2 separate regions of the Sus scrofa genome follow, and region 1 is linked to region 2. Evidence: chromatin contacts called from public Hi-C data. All regions are on one chromosome and are shown on one strand. Each heading gives the region's core, a stretch centred on a gene start, on an enhancer-like site or on the middle of the called end of the contact. The rest is flanking DNA. Distances are from core to core; before and after follow the strand shown. Region 1 holds the start of GAREM1 (GRB2-associated and regulator of MAPK protein 1). Region 2 holds the start of TRAPPC8 (trafficking protein particle complex subunit 8).

The links. Hi-C and Micro-C count contacts between places; a contact is called where the count stands out from the background.
Region 1: a contact with region 2 is called in a Hi-C map of embryonic fibroblasts, with 2.3 times the contacts expected there. The contact joins the promoter of GAREM1 here to the promoter of TRAPPC8 in region 2. A contact is called at or near these places in 8 of 47 Hi-C or Micro-C datasets (embryonic fibroblasts, fetal heart ventricle, heart right ventricle and 5 more) and 1 of 2 datasets of contacts at active chromatin or transcription factors (skeletal muscle).

What each region holds. Positions count from the first base shown.
Region 1 is chr6:116,322,328-116,330,188 of Sscrofa11.1, reverse strand. GAREM1 (GRB2-associated and regulator of MAPK protein 1) reads left to right here and starts at 5,336. Exons shown (of 6, transcript XM_003482054.4): 1 at 5,336-5,608. The coding sequence starts at 5,488. It overlaps LOC102163160 (a long non-coding RNA gene), which reads right to left and starts at 4,952. Exons shown (of 3, transcript XR_298647.3): 1 at 4,445-4,952; 2 at 2,299-2,402.
Region 2 is chr6:115,783,380-115,790,522 of Sscrofa11.1, reverse strand. It overlaps TRAPPC8 (trafficking protein particle complex subunit 8), which reads left to right and starts at 3,855. Exons shown (of 29, transcript XM_021096212.1): 1 at 3,855-4,404. The coding sequence starts at 4,248.

The sequences.
Region 1 (7,861 bases), core at 4,087-6,586, 540 kb before region 2:
GGATCCTAACCCACTGATCGAGGCCAGGGATCGAATCTGCAACCTCATGGATCTTAGTTGGGTTTGTTAACCACTGAACCACAAAGGGAACTCCCAATTTCAATAAATTTAAATTTATTCATTCAGATGAACGAAAAGCATTGGGGCCCAATCAAATAGTAACAATTACTGCATGGAATCAGAACCTTAAAAAAAATCTTGACAATTTCTAGACTTGATGGATATTAATCATCTACAAGCCAGAAATTCAGTGTCCTACGAAATACTAGAGTAAGAGGATGACTCAGACCATTGATTATTCAATTCACCATTAAATGAGCAAGTTCCATGTTGCCAGGCATGGTCACAGGAGCTGAAGAAACAAAGGTGAATAAAATACACTTTCAGTGGCCACAGCTATTTGCAGGCTAGTAGGAAAAAGCAACACAGAAACACATAATAAATAACAGTGCAGTTGGCACAATTAAAAGGGGTGTGTAGCCATGTATGATGGTAACACAGGGAAAGGAGCAGTCTTTGAAGGAGGCAGCACTTCATGGAAGGGAAAGGAAGAGAGGCATTCCAAGCCGAGAGGACCACATCTTCAAGGGCATGTATTAATCAGCATGGAGCATTTGGGCAACTATAAGAAAGCACTACTACTTCTACTATCTACTGCCAGAGTCTAGAGTGTCAGAAGGTAGTCAGTCAAAATAAGGCTGGGGAGGCAGACCCAGCCACAGAAAGGAAGAGCCTTTTATACATGCAGACGGCTTGACAGTTTCTTCCACTGATAATGGGGACACAGATATTGTATAAAGTTTTAGGCATGGAGTGATTTAAGTTAGCTCTAGGGGAGTTCCCGTCATGGCGCAGTGGTTAACGAATCCGACTAGGAACCATGAGGTTGCGGGTTCGGTCCCTGCCCTTGCTCAGTGGGTTAACGATCTGGCGTTGCCGTGAGCTGTGGTGTAGGTTGCAGACGAGGCTCGGATCCAGCGTTGCTGTGGCTCTGGCGTAGGCTGGTAGCTACAGCTCCAATTAGATCCCTAGCCTGGGAACCTCCATATGCCAAGGGAGCGGCCCAAGAAATAGCAAAAAGACAAAAAAAAAAATAGATAAATAATAAGTTAGCTCTAGGGATAGCATGGAAATCAGCTGAAAGGGAAAAGAGCTTAGAGACCTAGGAAACCACCAGGGCAGTGAACTATGATATGACACTTGACCGCTAGCATGTTATGTGACCCAGGACATTCCGATATGAGGAAAACCAATGTGTAATATTTTTATCTAGCAAAGTTGATAATGCAGAGAGTTAACAAGTTGTGCATGTATAAACAGAAGTTTCACAGTTAGAATGTCGTGGAGAGTCCCTCATAGGAGCCCTGTGCCTGATTCACTGCTGAACATCATTAGATCAGCATCATTCACCATCAGCATCATTAGATCAGAATATGAAGAGTCATCATGGCCACTGCATGGATCTGCTGGGTAGCAGGGCTGGCTTACTGTGGACTAATAACCTCACAAACTCTAGATTTGAGGATTGAAGTCCCATGGCTGGGAGCAGGCACCTGGCTTTCCCATTTGAGGAATGATGCTCTCTGCTCCTTGCCAGATATAACTATTCTTCCCAAATCGAGTCATTTCCCCACAACTCCGTTTGCTTCTTCATCATTTCTCTAAACTTGGCCCCTTCAAAACCAGTACTTCTTTCAGTAAGAATAGCAAATACTTCTCTAGCTTGTCCTATGTGTTAGGTCCTATTCTAAATGCTCAACATATATTAAAGGATTACATTTTCGGGATTTTTGTTTGTTTGTTTGTTTGTTTTTTAGGGCTGCACCTGCAGCAAGTGGAAGTTCCCAGGCTAGAGGTCAAATTGGAGCTGCAGCTGCTGACCTACACCACAGCCACAGCAACCATTCAGAATCCTGTCTTTGACCTATAGCATACCTCACAGCAATAGCACATAGGTCCTACTGTGGCTCAGTGGAAACGAATCTGACTAGTATCCATGAGAATTCGGGTTCCGATCTCTGGCCTCTGCTCAGTGGGTTAAGGATCAGGCATTGCTGTGAGCTTCAGTTTAGGCTGCAGACGAGGCTTGGATCTGGCATTTCTGTGGCTGCGGTGTAGGCCGACAGCTGCAGCTCTGCAAGGCCAGGGATCAAACCCGAACTCATGGATACTAGTTGGGTTTGTACGCTGCTGACCCACAACAGAAACTCCTATTACTGTTATCTTAGTCTATTGGGGCTGCTATAACAGAGTATCATTGACTATAGGACTTAAAAACAACAGACATTTCTTTCTTACAGTTCTGGAGGCTGACAAGTCCAAGATCCAGGCACTGGCACATTCTGAGTCTGATGAGGGCCCGTTTTCTTGTTCATTAACTAGTCACCTCCCAAAGGCACCACCTGGGGATTAGGTTTCAACATAAGAATTACAGGGAAACAAACACTCAGTCTGTAGCAATTATGACCATTTTTCAGAGGAAAGAGCAAGTTGCCCAAGATCCTGAATAGGAGCAGAACCACTAATCAAACCCATGCCATCACATGCTGGAATCAATATTTTTAATCACATAAAATGCTGCCTCCCATAAATCTTAATTTTAGAAGGTATTCAGCAGAAATAATGGACAAATTCACTGAATTGTGCTTTACAGAAAATTTTTCTTAGAACTACAAAGTCTTATTTTGCCCCTGTACCCAGTTATGATGTTTTTATATACATGGTTTGCATTGGCCCAACAATCTGAAAAAGCACACTTCTCCTATCATGTGCTGTTTGGCCAGACTGAAACATTACCTTTCTCAACTAATTTTTTTTCCCTATAGTTTAACCAAAACTCTCTCTGTCTTACAAATAAGATCTTTTTGAAAGGTCTGTCTTTCTGCCAGATCCTGGACAGGAAATGTACATAAGAATTTGTGGGAGTTCCTACTGTGGCTCACTGGAAACGAATCTGACAGTATCCATGCCGATTCAGGTTCTGATCCCTGGCCTTTGCTCAGTGGGTTAAAGATCAGGCGTTGCTGTGAGCTGCAGTTTAGCCTGCAGATGAGGCTTGGATCTGGCGTGGCTGTGGCTGTGGCATATCTGAATCGACCCCTAGCCTGGGAATGACCATATGCCACACACAGGTGCGGCTTTAAAAAAGCAAAAAAAAAAAAGAATTTGTAGCTCATTAAAATTTTTTCCCTTTCATACTCAGAACTGAAAACCCTTCTGCAAGGTCAGCAATAAGAGCAAATCTAATGTAAATCTTTACTGATTTAAAAAAAGATGATTGCATTAATCTTACTTTTTCTCTTGTCTTTAGGTCATAAGTCACCAATCTTTTTGAGAGGGAACTACTTTTCCTATTCCCTGAAGCTTGTAAAGAGGATATAACAGTAGCATAAAGTTATTTTTTCAATCAATCTACCATATAAGGCTCAGGATCTACCAACTGGTGGAAGGAACCCTGACCCTACTCATTCTTAAATGTTGTATCATTTTTGGAGTCTGCGCTCTATTTCCAGAAATGATTAAGTATTAAAGTAGAAAAAAAATTAGCTGGCACTTAGTCCCTTATAATTAAAAAAAAAATCTCCTTCTGTGGCAAAACTTGGAACTTTATGGATGTGTGATTGAGTCAAACGTACACGAACAGCTTTCCCACTTTTTTTTCAAGACTCTCCCAAAAACTTAACATCAATGACACAAAGGTCAAAGTTTTCAGCAAAAGAATTTTGTGAGAATTATTGCCAGTGCTTCTAAGTGAAAGGGCAGGGAAATTGGGAGTGGAGGAATTTCTGTGTTTTTCTTCAATTGCTGTAGAGAGGTTTATTCATTGCCACAGCCCTAAGCCAGAGCACTGAGAGGCTGGTGCATGTTTTCAAGTCCCCTTGGGCAGGTCAAGCAGATGCTTGTTCTGGCTCATTATGCACCAAACACTGAATATGTGGTGAAAAATATTAAGAATTGATAGGCAACCTCTTCATCTGGCAACTGCTCACCTGTTTCCGGGTAAAGTAACGCTAAAAAAAGAGATTAGCACAGAAAAGTCAGTAAGTGCCTAAAGAAACAGGAATCTCACTCACAGTCACCTTTACATTCTGAACTCTCTCTGCAAGTGGGCAGGCCTTACTCAATACTGGGGAAAATAAAATAGTTATCATGAAAAGCAGACAGAAGGTTTGAATCCTGGCAAGACTGTCTACAAGTTATATAATCTTGCCAAACTCCCTAAATTCTTGGTACGCATATAATTATCACCGGAATTATTCCAACCTTTTAAGGTTGGGAGAGAAATAACTGAGAAAAGCATGTGACAAAAACTGGTGTCCCAGGAACCCCTGGCGTGTCTCTGGCTGTTGGTGGCCTCATCTTCCGCAGTCTCCAGCAGCTGTCCATACAATGAAGGTACTAAATCGAGTCACCTTCCCTTATGTGGGCACTGATTATTCATTACCTTTCTGCTTCTCGGTGCTTCGGCCTTTGTCTTTCTGCCTAGCAGCCAAAGTCCAGACTGGATGGAATAACTTCAGCTGCTTTTTTGTAAACTTGTAGGGTTGGCGGGAGGCGGCGGACGGGGGTCGGGGGGCAAGGAATGCTCCCCGCCTGCCCTTCCCAGCTCTGTCCGCGGCACTCTCAAGAGATGGACACCAAACAGATCACTTTTGTGCCCTGGAGTAGCAACTCCGGTACCAGGGTGGACTGGAGAAGTGCCTGACAACGCCTAGGAAAGATTCCTAAGTTCGCTGCGTTCCTCCAGGTCGCCCCACAAGAAGGCACAGCGCAGCGAAGGAGTCCGGGCGCGCGGTGGCGCCGGGCAAGGCTGCAGGGCGCCCGAGCGGTCGGACGGGGGAGCGAGAGCTAAAGCTTGCGGAGCTTCTCGAGCGGCCGGGGCCGCGGCGGGACCCGGGAGCCGTTGCCAAGCTGAGCTCGCCGGACCGCGAGAGGCGGAGGCCGCGCCGGAGGCGGGGCCAGACGGGGCGGGGCGGGGCGGGAGGCGCCGGGGAGGCGGGGGCGGGGGCGGTGTCTCCCAGAGCTGCGCAGGCGTTGCTCGCACCTTGTTGATTAGTCAGTGCTGGGAGCGCTGCTATGGCGTTTCTCAGACCCGCGGCTCCTCCTCACACACTCGAGGCGGAGGGAAGGAGGGGTAAGAGGAGGAGGAGGCGAGCGGGCGGCCGCCGCAGCTGCAGACCCGGGGCCAGAGAAGGAGGCGGAGCGGGAGCCGCCGCAGCTACCCCGGCCGCCGCCGCCCGCCGCCGTGGGGCTGCTGCGAGTCCTCTCCGGGCTTGAGGGCACGCGGGGCGCCCCAGCCATGCCCCGCAGCGGCAGCTGAGCCGGCCGCGGGCCCCCTCCTTCCCTCCCGGCCGCCGCGCCCCCGGTCAGCCCGCGGCGGGAGTGCCCGGCGCCCCCCGCGCGCCCCAGACCACGAGCGCGAGCAGCGGCGGCCGCCGAGGTGGTGCCGGCGGCGGCGGGAGCGCGGGGCCGGAGGAGGCGGGGAAGATGGACCCGGCGCCCTCGTTGGGTTGCAGCCTCAAGGATGTGAAGTGGAGCTCGGTGGCCGTTCCGCTCGACCTGCTGGTCAGCACTTACCGGCTGCCCCAGATCGCGCGGCTGGACAGCGGTGAGTCCCCGCCCGCGGACCGCAGTCTCGGCGCGGCTGTGCGCGCGTGTAGCTCGGGAGGGTGGGACCCGGTGGGAGTGGGCTGCCCACCCCTGTAGCGTTGGACTTGGACAGAGCGGCTGCCGCAGCCTGGCGCGTTGCTCTGAACTCCCCCCCCCCCCCGCCCCAGCAACCTCTGGAGATGTGAAAATCACAGCCCTTGCAGTGTAATTAAAAAGGACGCAAAAAAAAAAAAAAAAAAAAAAAAAAGTAAGGAAACCTCTGCAGATAGTAATCTTGGAGGCGAGCTGTCCCTCCCCTCCAGCCTGTAGGAATTACTCAACCTGGAAAACCCTGAAGAGTTGTCTTAGACAACTTTCTTACAAAATAATTGTGCTTTGGGTGGCATCTTTATTTTGGATGCTCTCCTCCCCCTTCCCCTCCCCCACAAGAAGCAGATTTTAGGGGAAAAGCTCCTGGGTGACCAATGAAAGGGATCACATTTCTTGGAGACCTTTCATTACGGCTTGTCTGTTTGGTTTCACTGAACTGAAAGTAATTTAGGGCTGTGTGTAGAAAATGTTTTTAGTGGAAGTGATGGTATGCTTAAGGTTAATTATTAGCGCATTTCGAGCCTGGAAAAAATTGAAACCTATATTGACTTGGAACCTGAGCTCAGAACTAAGAAATGCTTGTTTCCTCAAATTGTCAACCAGAAACCAATCAAACGTCTCCCAGCTGTTTGTTCTGCAGGGTGACATCTGCAAACAAGTAGATAGATGTGCATACTGTCAAGCAAGTATATACCTTTCAGTTTGAGAGTTGTGACATACAAGGTGGCAATTTAGGTGTGTTTTGTCTTTTGTGTTTTCATGATAACTTCCGTTGATTTTGGCTTCATAGGATTTCAGAACGTTGGCAGAAACAAGCTGCTGCCGGGCTGCTCGAAGCACCTGGACCCAGGCTGGCAGACAGGCAGATAGAGCTCTGATCACACAGGCCAAGTCAGGAGAGCACTGAGCAGGAAGATGTCATTTCAAGTCACAAGGACTTGGGTTACTCCTTTTCTGGAGTACTGTGTGTGTAACATGAGACATATAACCGTCCAAAGGCATTTTTGTTCCCTTTCTTATCTGTGGGGTTAGTTAGATTAGACATTTGAAGTACTGATTTGAAAAATAAAGGCAAGCAAGAAAGTTCATGAAAGCTGGAAAACAGCCTTGGCATGCTTGCTGGCCTTGTTTAGTTGCTGGTGGTAAGGGTGGGCATTGAGAATAAATTAGGAGTTTTAAAACTAGTAATGAAGTGCAGATGAATTCAGGGAAGGGTAGGTGGTGTGTGGAAGCATTTCTGCTTAGAGTGGGGTGCTTTAAATCTGTATCTGTGGATCTAAATCAGAGAGTGTGTGTGTGTACTCAGTATTTCATTTACTCTTTTGCTGTGCAAAATTTTGTGTTTTGGAAGGTTATGAGTCCTCACCTTTTCTGATGGTCTCTCATTTCCTCACCCTCCAACGAAACTTCCTAACCAGGCAGGGAACATTAATGCGTGTGGCGTAAAAGTCACACCGAGGTTTCATTAAACTGAAAGTTTCAAAGAGGCTGAATATCACTTGCAGACATTACTTTGAGCTTTATTATCCACTTTCCTATCCCGGCCATTCATAAAAAGGATCTGAATCAGCAGTGTACTCATCCCACACTTCTTTTTAAAATTAGGACGTGGGTAGCAAGTCTTAACACTGTGTCCTTTCAAGCTGTAAAATGGATTTTGATCACTATATGTGTAATTCCAGTTATTTCTTGTAAATTTTCTCTTATTACCACTTGAGAATCACAGTGCCATACACAGATTTGGAATCATAGTCAAATACTGCTTTATACCTGTTTCTTTCTTTCTTTCTTTTTTATTTAATGATTTTTATTTTTTCCATTATAGCTGGTTTACAGTGTTCTGTTAATTTTCTACTGTACAGCAAGGGACCCAGTCTACCTTGTTTCTTTAACTTACTCCCATCTTATTTAATTTTTTTTTTAATAGCTGCATGATATTCCATGGCATGATGGCTGTACCACATACCTAGTCCCCTGCAGTGGACATCAGGCTGCTTCATTTTTAATTATTATTAAGTTGTGATATAGTGAATACTCTTGCACATAAATCTGTTTGTTTGGGTTAGGATATAACCTGCTGCATAAGCATGTAATTCCTTTTTAAGCCCTTGATACACATTGTCAAATTGCTTTAGAGACTAAAGATTATACTTATTTATAC
Region 2 (7,143 bases), core at 2,606-5,105:
CCATAAGCTGTGGGTACAACCCTAAAAAAAGACAAAAAGACCAAGAACAAAAAAACAAAACAAAAAAAACAAAACACCAAAACCCACAAATAAATAAAAATAAAAAAGAAACTTTTTACAAATTGAAGTTCGGCTGTACATAATATTGTGTTAGTTTCAGGCATACAGCCTAGTGATTCAGGATTTTTGCACATTATATTCCATTGTAGGTTATTATAAGATATTGGGTAGGTTTCCCTATGAAACAGTACATCTTTGTTGCTTATCCATTTTATGTACAGTGGTCTGTATCTGTTAATCCCATACCCCTAATTTGTCCCTCCTCCCTTACCTCTCCCCCCTTGGTAACTATTAGTTTGTTTTCTATGCCTGTGAGTCTGTTTCTGTTTTGTATATACATTCATGTTTTTTAGATTCCACATAAGCTTGTACATAAACTTTTAATGAACAAAATTTCTCAGCACCCCCAACCTCCAATACTCTGATGTACAGTTAGGTTATCTTCTATGTGAGATCCATGTACTTTATGTTTTGTTTTGTTTTGTTTTTTTGCTTTTGCAGCCAATACCCAATAGCACCATCTACTGTTAACACAGTAAAATTTAATAATAATGGAAATAAGAGCAGACTCTCAGATCTTCACATTAAATTAAAATGAATACCGGAAATCTTAGTTCCAAGTTCATAAACTTACAGATAAAGAATGCGAGGCACCTCTGATTTCCGTGTCTGTGTTCTTTAAATTTGACCACACCAGACAGCAGAAGAGACTGGCAATGTCATACATGCAAAATAAAAAAAACCATGATCATTTGGTAACACAGTGTTTCAAAGTATAAGGCTATTGGCATAGCATACATTTTACAGGATTCTTTGATTCTGGGGAGAGAAGGAAGCTGGGGCTCATCTTTACTACTTGGAAAATAGGTTCTTATTTGCTTGTGTTATTGTTATTATTTTGTCCAGCAAGCTTCCTCTCTTTTAGTGACAGGCCCTGTCCTCTTGGCCTTGAGGGTGGGCACAAGGCCAAGGCCTGGCCAATCATAGCACTTCATTTTTCCTGGACAGAGTAAATGGTTGAAAGGACATGTGATGCAAAAAAGGTCAATGTCCAGAGGAGTCAGAGAAATGAGAGATGTGATATCTTAGACCCTAGGTAAAATTATCCTGCAGGGTATCTCATTCCTAAAAAAGCAGGGTGGAGACTCTTGACGGTCATCTCGTATTCATTCTCCTCTTTGTTTAGCAACAGAACTCTCAAGCCTATATTTTCCAGTCTCCTTAGGAGATAGCTGTGACCATGAGACTTGGGGGGGGGCAGTGGAATGTGATTGAAATTGTTGAATGCTATTTCTACAATCTGATCTTAAACCATTAGTCACATACTTTTTCATTCTCTTTCCCCATTCCTGTAGGCTGCAAAGCAAATGTGGCAGTGATTCCAGTTTAATCTTTAGGGGAGGACACTTTATTTATTTATTTGTCTTTTTGTCTTTTAGGGACGCTCCTGAGGCATATGGAGGTTCCCAGGCTAGGGGTCGAATCGGAGCTGTAGCCGCCAGCCTACGCCACAGCCACAGAAACGCGGGATCTGAGCAGAGTCTGCGACCTACACCACAGCTCACGGCAATGCCAGATCCTTAACCCACTGAGCAAGGCCAGGGATTGAACCCACAACCTCATAGTTCCTAGTCAGATTCGTTAACCACTGTGCCACGACGGGAACTCCTAGGGGAGGACACTTCAGAAGATGAACACTTTAGATCATTTAGGATAGATTAGGAAAGAAATGGATTTTTACAGGGAAGTCATTCATTGGAAACACTGTATAGATGTGGTGTGAGATGGTAAAGTCAATGCATAGGACAAAAATTCATTTAGGCTCAGTTGTAAAAAGGAATGAAGTACTGATTCATGCTATGATATGGATAAACTATGAACATGATGCTAAGTGAAGGAAATCAGACACAAAGGTCACATATTGAATGATTCTTATTTATATGAAATGTCCAGAATAGGTAAATCCATAGAGATAGAAAGTAGATTAGTGATTGTCAGGGCCTAGAAGGGGTATTAGGATGAAGAGTGACTGTTCGTATGCACCAGTCTTCTTTTTGGGGTGATGAAAATGTTCTGGAACTAGTAGTAATGGTTGTGCAACTTTCTGAATAAACTTAAAACCACTGAACTGTACATTTTAAAGGAGCGAATTTTATGGTACGTGAATTATATCTCCAAAAATCCATTCAGGCTAAATTACCCTTGGAGAGTCTTTCTCAAAGAGTCTAATATAGCTAGTTTTACATTCACTGTAAAAAATACATTGCCTTTTTAAGTTTTGAGTTGCATAATAAACAAAGTAGTATGCTTGCATTGGGGAACCCTGTTACCAAAAAAATATATCTTATAACTTGAGTTATACTCTGTTGCAGGAGATTCTCACATTAGAAAGGGTAAGGGATGGAGTTCCCTTGTGGCACATTGGGTTAAGGATCTGGTGTTGTTACTTCAGTGGCTTGGGTTGCTACTGTTGTGTGAGTTCCACCCCTGGCCCAGGGCCCAGGCCAAAAAAATTAAAAAATAAATAAATAAATAAATAAAAATAAAAAATAAAAAAGGTAAGGGATATATCTGAAGTATTCAAAAGGGAATATGTATACCCCGGGGGATAAGAAAAGAATTTCCAAGAGGTCCTCAGGCACAGATAAGTTTTAAGGGACTGATTTTCCAGATCTTCAACTTGCACATGTTATCTTTTGTAGACTGATCTGTGGCTAAGGTGTCATGTCAGTATATCCTACTGTCCTTTCCTACATCCCATTTTTTGATTTATAGGAAAAAGGCATACTTATCTGCCATAAATTCTTACCATGGTAGAATATTCAGGGTGCCAAAAAATCCGACAATCTGTGATATAGTTGTTGGGGAAGCGTCCTTTAAATCAAGAGCCATAAAACCATGACAGAGTTCCATTTTTCCTTGCCTTATATTTTTAGCATATAGTTCTGAAGGAATCCAATCAGTTGAATGATATAGTAAACTTCCTTTCAATCACTTATACATATTTTGAGGGAAAAAAAATCTATAAAAATGAAAGCTAGCAAGAAGCCAGTCAAGCTTTCGCTTGGCACGTAATTACTGGCTTTCCACTTTCATCACTACAAAGTAGTATTTCAGTAGAGTGTAAAAAGGAAGCTGCTGCGGAGGATCAGGTCGGATGTCCCCAGGCACACACGTTCTCTGAGACCAGCAAGACTGCAGTAGCGCAGGAGTTTCTCTTACACTCGGGTTAACTGCAGCGCCCACAACAGCACACATTTCTGCTCACTGCTTGAGTCCCCATTCGTGGTAACCTTTTCTAAATGCTTTCTAAAAAGCATGGCTGTGTTCAAAAGATACGTCGGCCTCTTCAGGCCGGATCCAGAGAAACCCCCAAGAACTGGGAGGACATGGGGACCTCTTCCCTGAGCAGGTGCCCCTAGTCGCTCCACTATGAGCGTGGGAAGGGCGGGGCCAATGGGCAGGAAGCAGCGCGAACAGCCACATCACTTGCCCACTGTTTCCAGGGGAGGCCCCCTGGGCGTGGAAGGCTTACGAGCGCCTCCACCACTGTATCATCACGGATCACAAGCGTCTACCTACTGACTCCCGGTCGCACATGGAGCGGCTTTGCCAAGCCAGACCTAACGCTGCGTGCCTGTCTGCCTAGCCCCGCCCACTGCACTCGTAGTCCCCGCCCTAGCCCTGCCTAGTAAGGGACCCACCCGTCCCACTTCCGGCGCCGGCCTCCCTACAGGCCTCGGTCGCTCTTTTACTTCCCTCTCCCCGCTCTCTTTCTCCGCCCCTATCGCCTCCTTTGACACTGTCACGTGAGGGGCGAGCGCGGGGGCTGATGGGATAAGTACGCCGGTGGGTCAGGGTTCGGCCTCAATATGGCGATACCGGTGGGACAGTGACCAAGGCTTTGCCGTCGGGAGGATTAACTGGCGATTGTCGGCGTCTCCACTTATCTGGGTGGAATGCGAGGACGCCGGGGCGAGTGCTGAGGAGCGGCGGTGACGGGGAGGGGTCAGTGGCTGGTGCCCCGGGAACCGAGGAAGCATCTGTTCCTTCTATTGGTTTCAAGGCTTTAGTGCCGGGCCCCGCCCGGCCGGGCCAGGCTGGCGGGCGGCGGCAGTAGCTGCTGCAGCCGCTGGATCAGCCTCTGAGTGGGCCGAAAGGCGGACGCCGCCGCCTCTGCCGTGGTGATGGCCCAGTGTGTACAGTCGGTGCAGGAGCTCATCCCGGACTCCTTCGTACCCTGTGTCGCCGCGCTATGCAGCGACGAAGCCGAGCGGCTCACTCGTCTCAATCACCTTAGCTTCGCGGAGTTGCTTAAGCCCTTCTCTCGCCTCACTTCCGAGGGTATGTGGTCTCCCTTTTCACTGAGCTCCTGCAAAACCGCGGCCGGGAGAGGGAAGTTGGGCGCGGGTGGGGAAGAGAACGGCGATGTTTACATCCAGGAGCCGGTAGAGTGGCGTCGGGCTGGGGCCCCTCTTTCTCTCGGGCGGCCGCTGGAGGAGGGGCCAGGGGAGAGGTTGTCAAGACAGCGTGGTCCTAACCTCCAGCTTTTCTAGGCACTTCCCAGACAAGTTAGACTGTTAGGTAATTCGTGTAAAAAAAAGAGTGGGCCCAGAGAAGGGCAGTGAGACTGTTTCTGCGGCCATAGGGAGGGAATTAGGAAGTTGCAGAGAAGGTGAGAGTAAGATCTGCCTGTTAGACGTTTGAGGTCTTAGTAAAGAAGACGAATCATCTTCCCCTGGGAGTTAAACTGGGCTTTCAAAGTTGTCTTGAGTAGTATTACATTCTTTAGTAGTGAGGCTCATCCTTTTCTAGACTTATGTTTAGTTATTTTACTTTTTTCTTTTCAACATTTAAATGTGTCCTTAGGTATAAAGTATTATAACTTCTCAAGAAAATGAGAAGTATTATAAAAGTAATGAAACTTGGAACAGCCTTTTTTTTGCCTGATGAACTAGGAAGTAAGGACAAGTTGTAGTTAATTTAATCGAGATAGTTAGAGTTATCTACATTTATAGGAATGGAAAAGGCCTGACATTTGTTTTTTCCAGATAAGCGTTTAATCACCGGGAGAAATGTCTTATTGAAGAGCTACCTGGTTTTCTCCAGCTTTGGATTCTTTATTAGGGAAAAGTAAGCGTAATATTAACTCCCAAATGTGGTTTAACCAGTATCTTTACCTCCACTTTGCAAACAGGACATAGCAAAGTTTAGGTGAAGTTCTTTGTAAGAACTTTAAATAAAAAGTTTCTATAATAAAATAAACGGGCCTATAATAAAGCTGTGTTGAGCCAACGACCATGATTTTTTTTGGTTATGGTGACTTCTCCACAAAAAAACAATGCTGTGCCATAAATTTATGTATTTACATGCCACAGGTGTATATTCTTTTGTATTTAAAGGAGAAAGGGAGCTATTAAAAAAGAAAACAAACCCCACAACGCTTTGAAGAGTTCCTGTCTTGGCAAAGTGGAAACGAATCCAACTAGGAACCATGAGGTTGCGGGTTGGATCCCTGGCCTCGCTCAGTGTGTTAAGGATCCCACGTTGCCATGAGCTGTGGTGTAGGTCGCAGACGCAGCTGGGATCCCACGTTCCTGTGGTTGTGGTGTAGTCCCGAAGCTGAAGCTCTGATTGGACCCCTAGCCCGGGAACCTCCATATGCCCTGGGTGTGGCCCTAAGAAGGGAAAAACAAAAACAAAACAGTTTGAGAACTCTTGATTTTCTTCAGCCTGTACGTTAATCATCAGTCTCATCTCCTCTAGTATTAAGTCAAAAACAACAAAGTCCTCTCTCTACATTCTTAAATTCTTAAAAAACAAAATGGGGAGCACCAATTTGACTTTGATCTATAGGCTTTTTTCTACTTTGTTAATAAAGAATAATACCACTTGATATTGCTTATGTAGCTTTTGTCTCTCAGTCCTCCTTGAGTTAAAGGTACTGTCATTAGATACTGTCAACACCAACTTAAATTTGATGACATTGAGGCATAGAGATGTTAATTTGTCCAGTCTTAGGGGTGGGAAAGTTTTCAAAGCAGGTAGTGTGACTCAAGAGGTGTTCTGGAGTTCCCTTCTTGATGCAGCGTAAACGAATCCAATTAGTATCCATGAGGATGCAGGTTCAATTCCCAGCCTTGCTTGGTGGTCAAGGATCGGGCATTGCCGTGAGCTGTGGTGTAGGTGGCAGGCGCAGCTAGGATCTCGAGTTGCCGTGACTGTGGTGTAGGCCGACGGCTACAGCTCTTATTTGACCCCTAGCTTGGGAACCTCCATATGCGACAGATACGGCTCTAAAAAGAAAAAAAAAAAAAAAAAAAAAAAAGAGAAGGTGTTCTCAGTCAGGTCTTCTTATCTGCTGGCAATACTTATTCACACGAAGGAGCAGTGCTGTCCAATAGTAAAATGATGTGAGTCTCATGTGTAACTTTAAGTTATTTAGTAGGTACGTTGTAAAAGCTAAGAAGTGGGTGAAAGTAGTTTAAATAATTTATTTTGGAGTTCTCTTGTGCAGTAGGTTAAGGGTCCTGCATTGTCATTGCAGTAGCTCGGGTTGCTGCTGTGTTGTGAGTTTGATCCCTGGCCTGGGAACTACCACATGCAGGGGGGTATGGCCAAAAAAAAAAAAAAAAAAAAAATCTGTCTCTATGTATTTAAATATATATCAGTTCCTGGTGTGGTGCAGTGGGTTAAGAATCCCACTGTAGCTGCTTGGGTGGCTTCCAAGGCAAGGTTTTGATCCCCAGCTGGGCAGAGTGGATTAAATGATTTGGCCTTGCCACAAGTGCAGTGTAGGTTGCAGCTGCAGCTCAGATTTCAATTCCTGGCCTGGGAATTTTCACATGCCATGAATGGCAGCCATAAAAAAAGAAAAAATCTTTGGACTTTTGGTGCGTACAACCAAACTGCATGGCATTGTCACGGGTATGGCTCTGGTTTGATCCCTGGCCCTGGAACTTCTGTATGTCGCAGGTGCAGCCAGCCAGTTTAGTTTCTGCTGTGGCACAGTGGGTTAAGGATCCTGTGTTGTGTCTATGGTGTTAAGGGTTCAATCCTGGCCCAGCTCAGTGGGTTAAGGAT